2 separate regions of the Mus musculus genome follow, and region 2 is linked to region 1. The links are chromatin contacts, called in public HiChIP or PLAC-seq maps. All regions are on one chromosome and are shown on one strand. Each heading gives the region's core, a stretch centred on a gene start, on an enhancer-like site or on the middle of the called end of the contact. The rest is flanking DNA. Distances are from core to core; before and after follow the strand shown.

What was found. HiChIP or PLAC-seq counts read pairs in DNA pulled down with a chosen protein or histone mark.
Region 2: a contact with region 1 is called in an H3K27ac HiChIP or PLAC-seq map of embryonic stem cells, with 4 times the contacts expected there. The contact joins the promoter of Pcdh9 here to the enhancer-like site in region 1. A contact is called at or near these places in 5 of 39 promoter capture datasets (the C10 cell line, embryonic stem cells, hippocampal neurons and 1 more) and 1 of 115 datasets of contacts at active chromatin or transcription factors (embryonic stem cells).

Annotation. Positions count from the first base shown.
Region 1 is chr14:92,859,216-92,866,111 of GRCm38.p6, forward strand. No RefSeq gene overlaps it. Among named protein-coding and RNA genes, the nearest start is that of Gm23509, 280 kb to the right of the region's middle. Within about 2 kb of position 4,011, at least 9 of the 459 cell types and tissues checked have an H3K27ac peak or open chromatin away from gene starts, as enhancers often do. A contact at or near this core is called in embryonic stem cells, where this site is marked.
Region 2 is chr14:93,887,607-93,894,502 of GRCm38.p6, forward strand. It overlaps Pcdh9 (protocadherin 9), which reads right to left and starts at 3,063. Exons shown (of 5, transcript NM_001081377.3): 1 at 2,515-3,063; 2 at 1-1,282. The coding sequence starts at 1,126.

The sequences.
Region 1 (6,896 bases), core at 2,761-5,260:
ATAAGTACATCTGCTCAATTTTCCCACTTACTATCTATCCCAAAGGATGGGATTCTTCTGGGTTCCAAATGTACATCTTAAGAAAAAATTTTTCTTTCTCCCAAATGTAATTAATCTTATTCTCTACCTATAATAATGTGTTCCAACATCTTGTCAAGTCTAGATGCATGCTACACCTAGGACAGCTCCAGAAAAAGAAAAAAAAAAACAAAAACAAAAAACCTTCAGACACTCCCATCTCCTGTCTCAGACACAGACTACAGACCTGTTCCTTCTGACCTATGCTCAGATGGCTACACAAGCCCTGGACAGCAAGGAAACAGCCAACTCTCCTAAGACTGGACAGACACCCACCAAACCTATTCCTCTAGGTTCCCCAGAGACATGTCACCCCAATGTCAGCATGAAGCAGCCAGGTATCACCATGACCCTATTCCTGCTTCTTGCTTTACCATCACCTCATTCTAATTTTTTTGTTTTGTTTTGTTTTGTTTTCAAGACAGGGTTTCTCTGTATAGCCCTGGCTGTCCTGAAACTCACTTTGTAGACCAGGCTGGCCTCGAGCTCAGAAATCTGCCTGCTTCTGCCTCCCAAGTGTTGGGATTAAAGACGTGTGCCACCAACGCCCCACATTTTTTCTTTTTTAACTAAACCAAAACGGGGGAATGTTGGTATTCTGCCTAGACTCCACCCCCACAGTTACCTGGCAGCAGCCAGGTATGCTCTGCCCCACAGTTACCTGCCAACAGCCAGGTAAATCTGGCACACTACAAAAGGGGCTGCTTGACCCTTCCTACCTCTCTTACTCTCTTGTTGCTTTTACTTATCTCTTGCCTCTTACCCCCTTGTTCCTCATTCCTTTCACCCCTCTCTCCACATGGTCATGGCTGGCCTCTACTTCTCTACTCTGCCCTTCTTTCTACCTCTGCTATCCTCTTAATTCTCCTCCCCATGTCCTGTATAAACTCTATTCTATTCTATACCACTGTGTGACTGGTTCCTCAGGAGAATGGATGCCTTGGCATGGACCCTCTGAGGCATCCCCCTGCCCCCACACCCAGATAGAATGTATTCTTTTATTTTTCAATGTATCTTTTTTTAAATATTTTTATTACATATTTTCCTCAATTACATTTTCAATGTATTCTTATAGCTCTTTTTCTTTTTATGATCACAACAACCATTGTTTTGTTTGACCCACCTTCCTCAATCTTCTGTACTTACCTATCTTCCCCTTTCCTAAAGAGCTCCCTACCTTACACATTTTTCCTTATTATCTAAAAACTATGACCAGTTTCTTAAGGCTACAAAATAAAACTAACTCCCAAAAGTACATGCATCCACCTATATAGAATGGCTTCAGGCAATGTGAATACAGAGAACACACCTTTTTTTAAAACGTCTTAGTAGATTACTACTCATCTTTCCTGAGATTCTGAGTTTGATGTAGAACATGTAGTTTTGATCTGTGTTTTGGACAACTTAACTGAGTCACTGTAATGTAGCTGTCTAGCAGCCATGGATGAATTCGGTTATCTGAAAGGGGGGCTGGAAATGAAAAAGGATGGGGAGGGGGGTTGGGGAGGAGGTGAAAAGAGATGAAGCCAAGACAAAAGTTTCTGATCAAGGCTCAAAGTTTAATAGTCGGACACTATAAGGAGAGCACACAGACCCATCCTTTGTTTCAGTTGGATTGAGTTACAAAGCAAGCTCAGCAGGCAGTCTACTCCTATAGGAAATTGACTCCACCTGGGTCTGTATGGTCCAATTGTGGGAAACACTTAAGGTCTGTTTAGCCTGGTCAAGGCTGAGGAGACAACATACTGTAGTGCTCTGAAGAAATTATTGAGAAAGAAAACATTTTTATCTGTGCTATTATTGATGTACCTTGAAAAATTTGGAGGCCTGGATTAGCAGAATAGGAAAAATAATATATCTATACTCTGGAGTGCATGCACTACTTAATAGAAGTAGATATCTACCATATGTATGACACATCTTTCCCACTGAAGCCAGATAGTATGGTGACATCAAAACTGTCTATAAAGCCTCGTGTTGAAGTGTTAGTGAAGTTTACATTGTTATGAGTGTTAATGTGTCCTTTTTTCATTGCTCAGAGAGTAATTGCTCACTCCAAACTGCTTCATATATAGGGTGAAGATCACAGGATTCCTTTGTACTGAAGGTAGAATTTGAAGACTTGAATCGAAAGGTGGATCTAGAAGAAGAAAGGAATGATTCTGATGAACTCCAAAGAAAATAAACATTCTCTCTCCTGGCATCTACCAAAGTGAGCTTGTCATATGCTTTTAAATAAAGAATGGTAAATATCACACACGTTTTTCTGCCCTAAAGGGAAGATAATATTGACTTGGAACTTTGACCTATCTGTTTCAGTGAGTGCAAACATGTTTTTATTCTAAGTTCCAAGCAAGTCTTCTTCCCCAATCAATATAAATTTTTTACAAAAATGAGAAATGTGCAATGCCATTTAGTATCCCACAAACTTATTTGGTTAAGTTATATTATTTCTATGGCCAAACTATAAGATATTTTTCAAAGGCAGGCATGAAAGATATCTGTTTTTTAGAACATGACTTGAATTCAGGGCTAAAAGACTTGAGTTTGTCGTTTTTTCCCCCATTTCTCCATTATTTTAAACAGTCTACAATTGTATCAGAATCATTATAAATATCATCATTGTCAAATAAATGCCATTAACCCCAAGGCATGGACATACAATGGTACTTCATAAAATCAAACATAAGTGGTAGCTTATTTAATGGTAATGCTGCTGTATGCTTAGAATTGTTAATTTGGTGTTTTCTTATTGACAAGATGTCAGAATTACGCTGCATTTGAAAGACATGTCCCATACTCAGAATATGTTTTTAATATCTACTTTCTAGGGTTATTTCTTAGATCAATTATGGATCTGTCAGTATCCATTTGGAAAATAGAATTTATGCCAGGAATCATTACAGGGAAATTTTGAAACAATTAGTTTTCAAACAATTATTTACTAAAGATATGTAATTAATAAATGGGAGAAAATAAAGAAAGCATAGAAACATCAAATGTAGTGAACAACTAGTACATATACACCCAAGGAATAATATGTAATGAAGAAAGGAAAAGAAAATCTACATCTCAGTCCAAGATTAAAGTGTAGACTTCTTTAGAGAAAATGGGTCATCAATCAGAGATTTCATAGTTGCTGCTGTCTGGTGACAATGTGAAGGAGCTGTCAGTGGCTTCCCAGATCTACCAGCATGGTATATTCTCACTGAATGTAGTACTATCAAGAAAAATGTGGCTTTCAGCCCCCCCCCATGATTAATATAAGTATATTCCGAATATTGGGGAAAATGGTGTTTATAGGACATTCAAATTTAGGGACCTTTTTTTTTAAATTGATACTTTTTCAATTGGCAGCAATGATATTGCTATTTGGCTGCAACTGATTCTTGTTAAAGAGCATATAAGGTACTACACTTTGGTTCCCAAGATACAGTCAATCATGACAGGGAAAGTCATGTGGAATGTCTGGCCACATTCTATCTTCAGTATTGAACAGTGAAAAATTAATGTGGTAGCTCACCTGGTATCATCATCTTTTACTTTTTATTATTATTATTATTATTATTATTATTATTATTATTATTATTATTATTATTATTATTTATTATCTTCAGGAACCCAGTGCATGGGATTATGCTACCCACATTCAAAATGGATGTTTGGTTAAATCCCTTGTGAAACACCTTCAAAGACACTCCTTGAGATAGGTCTTCTATGGACATGCTAATCTAGTCAATTTGACATTGAAATCTAACCATCAAAAAGCAGTTGAAGAAAGTAATTTTTTTTTTCTTTTTTGTAGCCTCCCTCAGCCTTGAAGCAGGCTGATCCAGACTTTGACCTTGCTGCCACTAAGAAGGAGATTAACCTAGGGTAGAGCCTTCTGACCTTGCTGGCTCTATTTGCTTTCTCCAAGACTCTTCTTCCTGCTGAAAGGTCCTTGAGACATTCCAGAGACACACCCTGTAGATCGCCTATGGGCTGGCTCCAGGCACCAAGAATGGGCAGGCAGGGGTGGGGGGGGTAGGGTGGGGGGTGGGGATCGGCCTACCCTCTTTATAAGCATGGACTCTCAGTTCAGGCTTTGAACAGAAAGATTTGTCTTGGCCTCATTCTTTTCTCACTGTCTGATCTTTTTCAGCCCTAGCCGCCTTTCAGGGGAACCCCCTGGCCACAGGCGGCTACACTTTTTTTTTTCCTTATCTTAATGAAGGTAATTTTTCTCAGTTTCTAAAAACATAGGAACAGACAGCCGCGGGACCAAACAAGGACAGTCAGGCTGTCCCTGCTGCCCACTGTGACAGTGCATGAGTCCTGCACTGCCTTTCCAGACCCCTGGGCTGGGGTTTATTTTTTCAAGCTATTGACAATCAGAAACAAGTATAAATCGCATAAGAATACAGAAAAAAAAAAAAACAACTTTCCAGTAAAATTTTAATGTCAACTAATAAACGATTTGCACTAGATATAAAAACAAAATGTGTTTGGAGATAAAGCAGATCTCATATGATAAGACACAGCAACATTCCCTGATTTGTGGCTAAAAATAATAAATTAGTAACTGTCATAATAAGTACCCACTATAAATAACTTAAAACATGAATTCTATAAGTAAATGTTAAACTTGCCTGCCATCAACTTTATATCTGTGAATTTAATTTTAAAGTAAGAGAGCATGTTGTTTTCCCTCCATGTATTTTTATACATTGTGTTATATATTCATATTTTCTGTCTAAAATTTTTATAAAGATATTTTTACAACCATTAGTGACACTGAATGAATCAAACCTCAAAGACGTGAATGATGTTTTTCATAACTAAATAATTTATTTCTGTAGTCACACTTAAAAGTCTCTGGAATTTGGGGCTAGATGAGATGGAGAAATGAGCTAAACATAGTGTTTCCCTGATTATATTTTTTCTTTTACTGGAGACATTTTGCAGTGATGGAGTTTCAGTAAACTGCTATTAGATGCTTTTTTCTTTTTTTTTCCCCCTGCAGTAGAAAAAATAGCATCTGCTAATTTTAGTTGGCTATAAAGGCCTACAATTATATTCCTTTCCACCAGCTTTACTAGCAGCAACGTTCTTGAGATTTTCTGTGTAGTGCAGTGGTCTGTAGCAGCTTTTTTGTTTTGTTTGTTGGTTGTCTTGTTTTTGTCATTTTTTGGATCTGCATTATCTAGTCCTTCTATGAAGAAATATATGATTAAGATATATATTTTTTCCATGTAGGATAAAATGTAAAGTATTTGATGATGGTTTTTCTTTGTATTTTAAGAAGTTAATGAACTAATGATTGTCCTTCAAAACTAAGTATACAAAATATCCTGAACACACTTCTGTATCTGTAGAAGCTAAAATATTCAAAGAACTGAGCAGAGGAGGAACCACAACATCAAAAAGACAAGAAGTGTGCGTTTACAATCTTCAGAGCATAGGAATATTTGTTCCATGTTAGGGAATGGAAATTGATGAGACATCAAATGAATTTATTTCTTTAACATTCAAAAGAACAAGCATATAATCTAGCCATGCCCATTTCAGTAAATAGCCAAAGAAAAATAAATCAATATGATAGAGAGAGATCGGAGCTTATTGTGCATTCGTCAGAAGAGGGGAAGTAGAATGAACATGAATACTCGTTGACAACCGAATGTATAAAGAAAAGATGCATTAAATGCGTAGTAAGTACACTGCTACAAAGTAAAAAAGGTGAAAAAGTTATGTTATTTATAAGAGAGAAGATTTACTCCAAGGATGCTCTGATATCTGAAATTAGATAGGCTGAAAAAAACAAATGTTGCACAAACTTATTCACGTGTGAAATATATAAAATTAATCTCATATATGTAGAATAGAATCATATTATCATATAGGCTGTGTGATTCTCAGCATTGAATTTAGCATAAGAAGAATATGTTATATTATGAGGTAAATACAGTTTTTACTACTAATAATAATATTCTTGGAAAAATGTTCTAAGAATACGTGTAGGGTATCATCCATACAGAAACGCTAATCAACAAATAATTCTCACCACATTGTGTATGAGAAATATGTACTATTGCATGTGTCATTTCAAAACAATAAATAAGTATATTTAAAAACATAAAGCATAAGAACTATTATATTAATCTAGCAATCTCTGTCATGGTCTATACACACACACACACACACACACACACACACAAATGAAATTTTTCCTACGTTCTCTGCAGCATTCATTATTCAAGACATACATTGATGGATGATGGATAAACACTTCCTGTACATATGCCTGGTGTTATATAATTGGAAGATGGTTAGGAACTAGCAAGATTTTTCTGTTTCTTTCTTCCCCAATTTGAATCCCAAATTAGCTTCCTATTATATAGATGTCATCTGTTTTTCATTCACCACTATCTTTCCTTTTGTTCTTTACTATATGCCCACTTAACCTTTCTACTTCCATATGTGCAGTCATTTTATTATATATTTTTAAGGCTTACAACAATATAGCTTTATATACCTACACAAAGTGAAATCAATAATGCTGTCAAGAAAATCAGCATATTGTTAACATAAGCTTCCTACCAAGTTAAAAGCACTGACCTACTAAGCTTTGCTGGTCAACATTTTGCACCCTAGACTCATCGATAAAGCAGTCTCAATTGTGGGATTGCCCCAATTATATTGACCTGTGGATATATCTGTGGGAGATAGCTATGATTATTAATTGCCGTAGAAGCATCAGGCCAACTGACTGACACAATTCCCTGAGCAGGTAGCCCAGGACTCTATAAGAAAGATACATAACTACTGTCCTGTGAGCA
Region 2 (6,896 bases), core at 1,813-4,312, 1.0 Mb after region 1:
TCTCAGAGAGATACACTGTGCCATTGATGGGACTTATAATGTACCTGAGGTCTATGTTTGGAGGGTTATCATTTACATCGGTGACATTGATGGTCACGGTGGCTCTGGCAGGAGTGGAGCTGCCGTCACTAGCCAGCACTGTCACTTTGTGAATGGCTGTCTCTTCCCTATCTAAAGACCTCTGAACTGTTATCAGCCCAGTTGTATTATTTAAAGCAAAGAGTCTTTTGGTTGCAGGGGCGACCTGGGCACCAAAAATATACCGGATTTCAGCATTACTGCCTATGTCTGCATCAGTGGCATGGAGCTGAATGACAGAGGTCCCCACAGGAGCATTCTCTGGAATATGCACTTCTACTTGACCCTCTTTAAACACTGGCCTGTTGTCATTGACATCACTTACTGTGACCTGGAGAATAGCTGTGCTCGATTTCTGTGGCGTGCCCCCATCCTCCACTTTGATTTTCATCACATAGGTATCTTTTTGTTCTCTATCCAAGTTCTGCTGAACAATCAATTGCGGCCACTTTTCTCCCTCCGGAGTTTCCACGATATCCAGTCCAAAAACACTCTGTCCATTTAGTAATTCATAATGCTGTACCCCATTGAAGCCCGTGTCAGGGTCTGTGGCTGATGGGATTGGAAAGCGGCTGTTGATCAAAGTGTTCTCTGGGATGGAAATATTGATGACAGGAGACGGAAACATGGGGGCATTATCATTGGTATCCTTGACAATGATCTTGATTTTGATCAGCCTGAAAAAGTCATTGGGGAGGATCACTACTTCAAGTTCAAAGAAGCACTCGTTCTCCTCAGCGTATGAAGCCCCAGCACAGAGTTTCTCTCTGTCTATTCTGTTGGAGGTTGTGAAAATCTCCCCAGTGCTACTCGATACTTTCACCAGAGGGGCATCCCCAGCTTTTGAAACCAGTCTGTAGACAAGGCTGGCACTGGTCCCCGTGGCAGCATTGATGTGAGAAATATTCAGATCCTTTGGTATATTTCCTATGGGCACATTTTCAGGCAATTCCTCTCTAATAGTGTAAATAAGTTCTTGAGCTATTGCGGAATCCAGCCTTAAACAGGCAATCAGAGCAGCCAACAGGTAAAAATCCCTCAGGTCCATGATAATGTCTTTATGTTCTTTTCCTGGATTTTAGAGTTTAAAGGTTCCCACTGAGGAGTGATGCACGAACTGCAAGAGGAAGTGTGCATGGACTGGAGAAGGAGGAGGAGGAGGAGGAGGAGGCATTACATCTCATCTCTTATGTGGAGACAGCCACTGTCAACACAATTGTACAGACAATATTATTCTTCAGTAAATGAAAACACAGTCACCAAAACATCGAAGCACACTCTCCCTGCACATTAGTAAACATGGCAGTTTGCTCTGCCACAGTTTGTAAGTTAACTCTGTGGCCACTGAATATCCCCTGCTTGTTGCATTTGCCCAGAGAAAATGAAATTCATCTACTTTTGAATTAAGGACAGCAGCAGCTATTTTTACCTGGAATCCCCCCACCCCCACACTGTTTTGGTTTTATTATAACACTGTTTAATTCAAAGTGTGCATTCTTATTTTGCTTTCCCACACACCCCCCACCCCCATTTAACCCTCCTCCTGGTCTCTAGCCCACCTCCCCTAGTTGTTTGCGATGGAAAGAGCTCAAGTATTTAGCTATGATTGCTGCCAACTGCTTTGTCACATGTTAGATATGATGTGTTTTCTTCTCTGCCACACTGAGTCATCTCCTCCTCTCAAAAGACTGCTTTTCCTTCCTCCCAGTTCTTCAACTGTCTCATAATCCAACCCTCCTGGAAAATGAGCATTCGGACATGCTGCTGCAGCCGCAGCAACAGCAGTAGTCACTGGCCACTAAGGGTTCTCATTGCCTCAAAGCACAAAACCAAGACTTGGCATTTCTTCCTCGGAGGGTGCTCTCCTTTCTCCATATTTCCACATTGCCCCCGTTGAGATAAATAAACACATTAAAACTTTTTAAAAAACGTATCCTAATAGACAATTGCTTATCACAGAGGTGGACCAGCATGCCGGGATGGAAGTGAAACACAGACAACATTCCTATGTAACATCACGGTATTTTTTTTTCTATTGAGCATAAAAGAACAAAAATGCAGTTTCTTAATCCGGTGTCTCATTAGAATATTAGTAACATTTGCTACACATAAATACCGCAACCCGGTAACACACGTAGAAGAACTTCCGCTCAGATGCCCCTCTAACTGCAGTTTAAATGGGTGCAAGGCTCCAGGCAGCTACCCACCCGGAGTAAGACTGGTCAGCTCCCAGGCTCTAATCTTATCTGCATTAGGCTACACAGTAGCTGATGCCCGCGATTAGTTCCAGCTGAGTGGTGCAGGTGGGGATGCAGATACAACCCAGTAGGCGAGCTCTACCCTAGCCAGCTACCCAATTACAAACACCTCTCATCTACGCCGAGGACACAACTAAAGACGGTATTTCGAATTGTTAATGCGAAACTTTACACTTACATTAGTTGCCTCAACCTTGCCCCTTTCCCGGTAGGCTGCAGTTAAGAAGGATTTGCTCCAACACATAGAAAGCCATGCATCTGGTAGCACCAGTTTGGGGAGAATTCAGAAGCAGCAAAACGTTTTCTCCTTGTAAAATGTGTGGCTTCGGGCTGGCAAATTAGCAACTCCCGAGAACAAATTCACAGATTTGTCGTTAGTCATTCTCTCCACATTTCCTCGCTTTTACCCACTGGGTCTGGGCTCTTCTGGTATTTAACGCACACCACATCCAATTGCACTTCTTCAGCTCGGGAGTGTATCCCACCGCATCCAGCCTACCATTTGCATCCGATGGCAATACTGCTGAAGTCTCTAACTTCTAGTAGGAAACGTCAGAGTTGGGTGATGGTGATTTTCTGGATGTTTTCCCGGGGTGCCAATTGCCCGGCAAATTCTTAATCCGTGAGTCCTTTCGCGCTTAAGAGACTGAGGCTCTCCATCCTACCTCGCGTACTCTTCGTTTTTCCCTTCTCTTCTGCCCCCCTCTCCTTCTCCCTCTCCTCTCTCTCCTCTCTCTGAACTGAATTTCTTGATATAACTCTCAATAAGCCCAGAGGGAGGGCGTGACGACCGAGGCCCCACCTCCGGGTCCTGATTGGCCAGCATCTTGCAGTGCGGGAGGCTGCAGAGGGCTGCGGGAGGGGGCGCGGAACAAGGCGCTGACTGTCTTCAGCCTCCCCCTCCCCAGCGCCCCTCGGCAGCCGCGAAAACCTGGAGGAACGATCCCGGTCCCGGGAGAGCTGTTTTCAGGACGCGCACTGAGCATGCCCGGCAGGGGCCAGCACCCGGGGTGGCTCGGGAGCTCTGGAGCTCTTACCCAGCTTGCGGCGGCGGAGCCAGGGCGGTGCGGTTGCACCGGAGCGAAACCCGGGAACCTAGATTCTCGCCACCGGGTGGTGAGGGTCATTGAGGCCGCTCTTCTCTTGATGCATTTCTGTCTGCAAAGTGGAAAGGGCTAAATTGCAGAGATGGCTGAGACGCGCAGCCACCCCTCAGTGAGGAGTTTTGGCCAGCAAATCCTGGAGCGCATTAAACCATTAAACCGGCTCTGTGCCGGGTGCTGCAAATTGAGGCATTTGCTGGCAGGGACATCCGAAGGAAGGGCGAGGAGGGCGGAGAGCTAAAGATAGGGCAGTAGACATTTGAGTCTCGGTGGAAAATGGAAAGAAAATTAATCTGGGCTTTTACTGCGTGCAGGGTCACTGAAAGTGCCTGGGGAAAAGGTACGTTGTAGCTGGGGTCCCTGGGCGCAGCCACGGACAGTTTGCTGAGCAAGAAGTCTCCTTTCCTGGGATCTGATCGGAGCTTAGGCGCCTGGTCGTGGCAGAGCCTCTGTCGTTCTTTTGCCTCGCAGGGAACCCGGAAAACCTAGCTCTCTGGAACGAAGGCTTCATCTGAGCCTGCTGTCAGCTCACCTATGTGCGAACTTTGCTTCCGTCTGGCTTGAAGGAATCCCAAGCAGCTGTTAGCCAAGCTGCAAAGCTCCTTTCCCCCTTGCCACTTACTGCTGGACACATTTCCCTGCCAGGCATGGCCCTGACTTCAGCTCTGTAGTACATCCGCACAATCTTGTTTCTCATTTTTATACCAGGGCTGGATGGGATACTTCAGAAAGGGTCACCCTGATTTCTGTCATATTCCCTCAAAGCCTCACTCATCTTTAAAAACCAGTAAGTTAGGAAGGTTTGGCAGCACCGGTGCCAGACAGGTGCCTGAATAAAGTTTGATATAAAACCCTATTAGTTAAGTAACAAATCCCCACCTGAATGGTAATATAAAGGTGATCTGAGGTCTTACAGCATGGTTGACTTTTGCTAACTTGGACGAAGAATACAGGGCATTTATTCTAAACCTTGTGTTTCTCACACTGTGGCAGGATGTAATGGCTTTAAATTCGGGCTTTTTAATTTGGGAGAATCTCACGTTTGTGACTATTGATACTTTTTTTTTTAAAAAGCATGAACATTTAATTTTTGATAACCAAGTTAAAAGTAAAAAACAAATCACAAATCAAGCCTTCCAAGTCTCTAGTGTGTAATCTGAAATTTAGCTGTCTTGTTTGGCATCACCGTTTTCTCATATAAAAACGTAATTCCCATTTAATATTAAAACTTTACCTTAGGTGCATCCTCACAGTAAAATCTCAATGTCTAAAAGTTCACCGTGCAATCTTCCAACCTCTTGTGCTGTAAGATATTTTTCCTTATAGGCAGTATGTTGATGGTGCTTGCACTCAGTCAAAAGGTAATAAATTAATATTTAATGTGATTAGGATGAACAAGGTTTAAAGAAAGAAGACCCCTATGTGTCCGGATGTCAGGAGGACGAAAACAACCTCCCCAAACAGCTCTGGTGAATTAGAGGTTCGTTCTTTTCATTGCACTGCGGTGAATGATCTTGTGCCATTCACAAAACTGAAGCGAATGTAGCATGTTCTTCTGCTTGCATATTCGCTGTGAACTGTTCTGGTACCATCAATATCAACAACAGCACAGCTACTTTCCAGTTGGTTTCATGGACAATGCGATTATATATTAATCATACCACAGTCATGTCAAAGTCAGGTAGTGGCAGCCCACAGCTTAACAAAAATTATTTAACCTCATTAATAACCACGGGTGTTACTCTCTGTGAAGAGATGACTTTATTTGCTGGCTAAGGCCGTTATTTACCCCATGCTTGAAAAAACGAAATCTTAATACGAACCAGGATGAAGGCTAGGGGAGAGGATACAAATACAGCATGAGACGCAGGACCTCAAGACTTCAATGAATAAAAAACCTCAGGTCAAAGCCCCAGAATGGGGCATCTGGGCATCCTTTTCAAAGGAGACTAAGACAGAGAAATAGGGCTCTTGTATCAACCAGGACACTATGTCTCATGTGTATGTAAGATAACTAAATTACAGAGATTCCTTCACCATAGTTTCTTAACAACTTAATGTAGATTGTGCAGACTTGTCTCTTTTATTCTATTTCAGCTGTTCGACTTTATAATGATAAATATTATTTTGTTAATAATCCTAGAAGAAAATTACACGTTAAATAGACCTTTGCTATTTACCTTGAAGTTCTTGCCTCAAATACAACATACTTTGTTATATGATTTCAAGTACACTACAATACACTATAATGTTTAAAAATTAAGTAAATGGGTGTTAATTAGGATAACGTTTTAATTTTGGTATGAACTATATGTTGTTTTATGCTATATTTTATTTCACATTTTGAAGCATTTAAATATATTATGTTGTCATCTAGTTTGTTGTGTGTAAATAGTGCAGTGTAGTGTAGTGTGTGTGTGTGTGTGTGTGTGTGTGTGTGTGTGTGTGTGTGTATACATGCATCCAACTAGATCTCTTTAATTAATGCTCATTCACAATTGGCAATGCATGTTTCTACAGCCAGGAATTATGATGCTGTTACCCTTGCTATCTGATTAGTACTTCAAGAGTTAGTACCATCTGGGCAAAAGTATAAGAGACATACTGTTCACTCCTGGCTATCTAGGTCATAGGATACAAAGCTAAGTCAACCCTGGCCATTTAACTTAAGCCTAAAATGCCTTCAGATCCACATAGAAACAGATATGGAATACTGGAATGGTTACACATTCCCCATGTTTAACATCGTTCTATTTATATATTAAACAATAATTTCCATGCAATGGCATATAATAACCTGAATTATTAAGAAGTCGAGTTTAATTGGATTCTGGTGTATGACTTCCTAGTTATCACACAGCATTGTTAAAATTACATTTCATATGGAGATCATTCCTGCATGTTACATTTTCTATAAAAGACATAGGCTATAATGTTGAAAATGATCACATGCCCTCCTCAAGGATTTCAAGACCAGAATAACACAGCTTCTACAGTGTACTGAAGGTTAAAAATTAAGTAAAACATATTTCATGCTCTATACTTGTAAATGTAATCCAGAGGGGTGCTGCATCTAACAGACAGCGAATAGATCACGGGCCTGTGATGTCACAGCAGTATCTCTCTACCATTTCACAACAGTTCTAGGCTTTTGCACTGTGCTTCGGGAGGAATGATGTGTTAAAGGCCTTGTTAAGGGTGGTGTGCATTACTACTCTTGAGAAAATGACAATACAGAATTTTAACACTACAAGGAGAAATTAGCACCTTCTGAAGTCTGTGCAAAATGACTAAGTATAGTGGGTTGTGGGTTAATTCCTTTGCTTTCTTAGTGACTGTCAGCTCTTCTTTTTGAGTATCTTTATTCTCCTTTACTTCTTTTTTTTTTTCATTTTTTAAGGCACCCTAATGCAGGTAATCAAATTATCATGGAACCCCAGTGACACCTTTCATTCTC